Linked DNA regions of Callithrix jacchus: region 1 is linked to region 2. A link is a contact called in public Hi-C data. All regions are on one chromosome and are shown on one strand. Each heading gives the region's core, a stretch centred on a gene start, on an enhancer-like site or on the middle of the called end of the contact. The rest is flanking DNA. Distances are from core to core; before and after follow the strand shown. Region 1 overlaps NOL4L (nucleolar protein 4 like). Region 2 holds the start of LOC100385207.

The links. A called contact is a pair of places that touch in the nucleus more often than the background predicts.
Region 1: a contact with region 2 is called in a Hi-C map of skeletal muscle, with 16 times the contacts expected there. The contact joins the enhancer-like site here to the promoter of LOC100385207 in region 2. A contact is called at or near these places in 3 of 3 Hi-C or Micro-C datasets (induced pluripotent stem cells and skeletal muscle).

What each region holds. Positions count from the first base shown.
Region 1 is chr5:6,688,527-6,691,548 of calJac240_pri, forward strand. All of the region lies in intron 2 of NOL4L (nucleolar protein 4 like), which reads left to right. Among named protein-coding and RNA genes, the nearest start is that of NOL4L, 62 kb to the left of the region's middle. Within about 2 kb of position 1,650, at least 5 of the 16 cell types and tissues checked have an H3K27ac peak or open chromatin away from gene starts, as enhancers often do.
Region 2 is chr5:6,562,947-6,565,817 of calJac240_pri, forward strand. LOC100385207 reads left to right here and starts at 1,320. Exons shown (of 4, transcript XM_054255135.2): 1 at 1,320-1,507; 2 at 1,643-1,688; 3 at 1,691-2,064; 4 at 2,067-2,228. The coding sequence starts at 1,367. The coding sequence ends at 2,096.

The DNA.
Region 1 (3,022 bases), core at 400-2,899, 130 kb after region 2:
AGGAGATGATGATGCCATTTCCTCGCCCCTGCTTCTCGGTCTGTGTGCTTTGGGAAGTGACTTGTAGGAAGGGAGTTCTGAGGGGATTTCCACCAGAGGGTCATAGAAGAAGGAAGAGGCACCCAGGCTGGGGCCGACCTGGGCCCCTTGGCACTGACAAGACCCACCACATTTTCTCAGCATTACATTAATTTACCATTGTGGGTGGGGCACGGTGCTTCACACCTGTAATCCCAGCACTTTGGGAGGTTGAGGTGGGAGGATTGCTTGAGCAGCCTCAAGAAGTTCAAGACCAACCTGGGCAACATAGCAAGACCCCTTCTCAAAAAAAAAAAAAAAAATTGGCCCTGGGCTCGGTGGCTCACACCTGTGAATCCCAACATTTTGGGAGGCCGAGGTAGGCAGATCACTTGAAGCCAGGAGTGTGAGACCAGCCTGGCCAACATGGCAAAACCCCACCTCTACTAAAAATACAAAAATTAGCTGGGTGTGATGGTGCACACCTGTAGTCCCAACTATTCAGGAGGCTGAGGCACGAGAATCACTTGAGTCTGGGAGGTGGAGGTTGCAGTGAGCTGAGATCACACCACTGCACTCCAGCCAGGGCAACGACTGTTATCTCCAAAAATCAAAAAGTAAATTTTAAAATCCAGGCCCAGTAGTGTGTGCCTGTAGTCCTAGCTACTTGGGAGGCTGAGGCAGGAGGATTGTTTGAGTCCAAACATTTGAGGCTGCAGTGAGCTATAATCGCACCACTGCGCTCCATCCTGGGTGACAGAGTAAGACCCTGTCTCAAAAAAAAAATTCACCGTTGTGCTGAGCAGTCAGCATTGCGCTACAGCAGCACTTCCAGCTCTCTGAGCCTATACATGTATGAAGGTTATATGCATGAAGCAGGTGCTGTTGCTACCACCATTTAAAGATGAGAAAACTGAGTCTCAGAGGGACACGTAACCTACCTGAGGTTGATCAGCTGACATCCACCGCCAGGCCACCCACCCCAGAGCCTGTGCTCTGACCACCATGCATCCTGCCTTTCTGCAACCCTCCTGTGGTCAGCTAGAAAGCCCTATGGCTTGCTGTTGTTCAGGCGGATGGGCTGAGGCCAGGTGGATCATGTGATTGCCCTGGCCCCTTCAGTGCCCAGCATCAAGCCTTGCCCACAGGCACTTTTTGGGCATTGAGGAAGGCAGGGGTCTGCGGCCTTCACGCTGTGGGGAGGGCAGGGTTGGGCTGGTCCTGCCAGCACTTGCATCCCTGGGCCAAGCGGACATCCAGCCCTTTGCTCTGTACTTCCTGGCTTCTTGTCCATATGCCTGCCGCGTGCCCCACTTCCCGCTGCCCAGCCTGGAGCTGGCACATGACTGGCACTGAGCCAGCTGGGCTGCGCACAGAGCTGGAATTTCAGCAGCAGGGCCAAGGCTGAGCTGAGCAGGCCAAGGCCCTCCTGCAGTGGGTGTGAGGCCGAGGGGGCTGGTGCACCTCCCTCCTCCCTCACGTGCCTCCTCTCCTTTTCCCCTTCTCCTCCCCATCTGTCACCCTTCTCATGCCACCCTTTTCCTTTTTTGGGGGCAAGGGGTGGTCCTGGATGCCTTTGTGCCCCTCTTCATCTGCTCCTATTTTCCTTGACCCAAGCCTCGCTCTTCAGCCTCACTCTGTAGACACGAGGCTACCACCCACCCATGCCTGTGGAAACAGTCCCCAAGGAAACCCCCACTGATGGCTGCAGAGGGTCACCGCCTGGTATTCCAGGCTGTGCATCAAGCCCCTGGCTGAAGTCTCTCTGGATCTATCTCTGCGTTTTGCCAAAGCTGAATCCTAGGACTGCCTGACAGTCTCTAGGGTGCAGGGCCCCTCTGGATTTTTCCAGTCCTGGGGTGCTATAGAAGTCAGAGGACTGGCAGGGAGGTGGCAGACTTGTTCAGTGCACTAAAGGAGGCATGTTATTTGGTGGGGAAAAGAGCTTTTTGGCATCTACTGCTGTCCAGCCGTGGTTCAGATAGAGCAGGCAATGAGCTTTCTGAAACTGAAGGTATTCGAGCTGTAGTTAGATGGATAATGCAGGGATTCCCATTTGAAGCAGGAAGTCCCTGTCTCAGCTTCTCAGGGTGACCTGAGGTCCAGAGGATCTCAGAGGTCTCACCAGCACCAGCGTTTGGGGAAGGTTCCAGCTGGTTCTACAGGTTCCTGAACTCACACAGAGGGCTAGTCCTTTTTCCAAGGGGCCTTCCTGCTTTTCTGATTTCTGCACCCATCTGGGTTGGAGCAGGCCTCTTTGCTTCCTTCTCCCTCCCAGGGTGCTGGTAGGTCAGATCGGATTCCAGAGTCCGGAGCTGCCCAGGCCACTTTGGAGTTGGAGCCAGATGTGGTCAGCAGCTGCTCTGGGCCCACCACGTGCTAATCCACCCGCAAGGCAGAAGGAGGATCTTGTAAAGTGGTGCAAATCCCCTCAATTGGCCTCATCTGTCTTTGTTGGCCTCCAAGCTGGAGAGTGAAATGGGGCCTTGCAAGTCAGCGACTCTGCAAATAGCTCCTGCTCTCTACGCCAGTGAAGTCTCTGTTTTTTACCACCAGGAAAAATGTAAAAGGCAAATTCACGCACTGGACTCAATGTCCAGGTAGGAGGCCCCAGGAGCAAGGCAGCAGGCAGCCCAGGGTCGGGGAGAGCCGCTGGGCAGGGACAAGGGTCTTGGAACTTCCCCTCCTTAGACACAGCAGTTCTGTCTGTATCTGTTTCATGTTTTGGGCTTCAGTATATGCGTCTATTTCTAGAACAGGGTCTGCAGCTCTAAAACCATCTGAAAACCACCATCCTATTAACTAGAGCATCTGCTAGGACTGTCCTCCTGGTTTTGACTCGTCCTGTGGTCCTGTGGCCTTGGGCATCAGTGCACTCAATCAGAAATGGAGGTCCCATTTCTGGTCCCAGGCAAGCCAGTAAGATGAATCAGAAGATGCCTGCTGAAGGCTGCAGGGGGAGGGTTTGTCATCCTCTGGATGGGTCCCCACAGCAGTGCAGAGC
Region 2 (2,871 bases), core at 70-2,569:
ACCTCCCGGGTTCAAGCAACTCTCCTACCTCAGCCTCCCAAGTGGCTGGGATTACAGGTACGTGCCACCATGCCCAGCTCATTTGTGTATTTTTATTAGAGATGGGGTTTTACCACGTTGACCAGGATGGTCTCAATCTCTTGACCTCGTGATCTGCCCGCCTTGGCCTCCCAAAGTGCTGGGATTACAGGCGTGAGCCATCGCGCCCGGCCACATTTGCTTTGCATTCTAGTTATTTGTATGTGTGTTTTCTCTCCCCTTCCAGACTGGGGTCTCCTTGAAGGCAGAGTGAATCTCAGATTCATCTTGGTCCCTTCCAGGGGTCTTGTTCAGGACCCTGAATCCAGTAGATGCCCAATAAATGTCAACACAGGAATCCAGATCCCATCTTCTCCTCACTCAAGGGGTCTAGGGCTGCCTCTTTTCTTCCACCACGATGTGGCTTTGGGGAAGTCACTTAAGCTCTCTAATCCTCCTCCTCAGAGTGCCAGACTGCAGCTGCCACATGCAGAGGTAAGACTCAGACAGGCTGGGTGCCAGGCCACCCCCTAGCTCCCCAGACCTTTCAGATGGCAGTGGCTGGCATCAGATGCTGTGCTGGACACTTCAGCTTTGTCAACTCCCCCAGTCTTCTCAGGGACACTTTGAGGTGGGCGGCATTGCCATCTCTGGCCTTGCCAGTGGGGACACCCAGGCATGTGACAATGAGCTCCCTTGCCTGAGGTCACGCTGGTTGGCAAAGGTGTCTGAGCCTACAGCCCTGCTTTGAACCGACTCGGGGCAGGGATGAGCAGCTTCCGGAGTTTTCCTGTCAACCCTATAAGAATCTTCAAAGCTCAGAGATCATTTGCTCCAATTTTCTCTTTTCTTTTCTTGAGATTGAGTTTTGATCTTGTTGCCTAGGCTGGAGTGCAATGGCATGATCTCGGCTCACCGCAGCCTCCACCTCCTGGTTTCAAGTGATTCTCCTGCCTCAGCCTCCCGAGTAGCTGGGATTACAGGCACCCGCCATCATGCCCGGCTAATTTCGTATTTTTAGTAGAGATGGGGTTTCTCCATGTTGCTCAGGCTGGTCTTGAACTCCGAACCTCAGGTGATCTGCCCACCTTGGCCCCCCAAAGTACTGGGATTATAGGCGAGAGCCACCGAGCCCGGGATCTTTTTTTTTTTTAATGGGGTTTCCCTCTGTTGCTCACTTGGGAGTGTAGAGGGGCAGTCATGGCTCACTGCAGCCTCAACCTTCTGGGCTGAAGTGACCCTCCCACCTCAACCCCTTGAGTAGCTGGGAGGGACCACAGGCACAAGCCAACATACCCGGCTAAGTTTATTTGTTTTTTTGTTTTGTTTTGTAGAGATAGGGTCTTCTATGTTTCCTAGGCTTGTCCTGAACTCCCAGGCTCAAGTGATTCTCCTGCCTCAGCCTCCACAGGTGCCGGATTACAGGCATGAGCCACCTTACCTGGCCAGTTTTCCCTTAACAAAGAGTGGAATGCTGAGCTGGGAAAACGCGCTGTTCCTGTTCTGTCTTCTCTCACACCGGGGATGGCACTGGGGACTGCTGAGAAATTAGGGAAGACCTAAAGCCCCTTGTGAGTCTCAGGTATTAAGAGTCTATAATTCTTGGGGGCCATGTTCCCAACAGGCCACGCCAGTCTTGGCTGGACTCACTGCCCACTTCTGGGACCTTGGTGTGGGGCGGGAGGGAGGACCTCAAAGGCTCAGTGAGCGGGTCCACCCCCAGCCCAGCCGCCAGCGCCTCCTCCTCCGCAGCGCCCGGGCCCTTATCAGGAAAGGATTTGGGTTGGTGGGGAGGGGTGGGGGGAAGTTGGAGGCCCCAGGCTCGGCAAGGTGGGCCGGAGAGATAGGGAAGTGGGGAGGGGGCTGGGGGGCGGCTCTGCTGGGCGGGGGATGGCAATGGGAGGGATGCCTAGAATGGGCACGGTGGGGGGCTTTGGCCAAGCTCTGTCCTTGCTGGCCTGGCCCTCGACATGGTTCCGGGACTTCTGCCTCCCATCCTTGCCAGGCAAGTTGCCTGCACCTTTAATTAGCAAGCAGCAGCCTCTCCCGATTCATCACCACGGTCGCTGTTTAATTAGCCGAGCCCAGGGCGCCCCCCCACCCCCAGCTCTGCCTGCCTGTCTCACCAAGGCCGCCACCACCTCACGGTGTCCCCTGTCACCACCCCCCATACTTACTCTGCTCCCCAGAATGGGGGATGGGCCAGGCACGCCCGGCTGAAACCTCAAGGAGATTCTGGGCACTGGTGCTTCTATGCAAGGCATCCAGCAAACATAATTAGAGCCGAGGCTGCGCCAGGCTGGCTCTGGGTAGAGCCCGGCCGGACGTGCAGGGCAGGCTCTGGTCCTGTCCAGCTGCTGGAGAATGGCTTCTCCCTTGGGAGGCGCTGAGACATCTCTCTGGCCTGGTCCCTGGGTGCTGGGAAAAGGCTGCAGTTCTCTGTGTCACTCCTCCACAGCCGGAAAGGGACACCATAGCTTCCTCTTCCTCCCTGTTCCAGATCCCAGAAAGCTCCTCTGAGACCCCAGGAGAGGGGCCCGTCCTCTGCACCCGGCCCCCAGCAGCCAGATCCTCGAGGCTCAGTCTAAGCTGTGGGCCAAGGGAGGGTGTGGGGCGGGGGGGTCTCAGACCTGCTTTGTGCCTGCAGGGTCTGGGGAATCAGGAGCACAGGCGGGAGCCCGTGGTCTGGGGCCGAACCATCCCCCTTCTGTTTCCCTGAAGAAGGGTGAGGCTGAGGACCCTCGGAACAGAGCCCCTGTGTCCTTCTGGGCAGGGCCAGGGTGGCCACTGGTCACTGTGGGCAGATCCCAGAAGCAGAGGATCAGGCTCCATCCCAAGCCTGTGCTCCTGCTG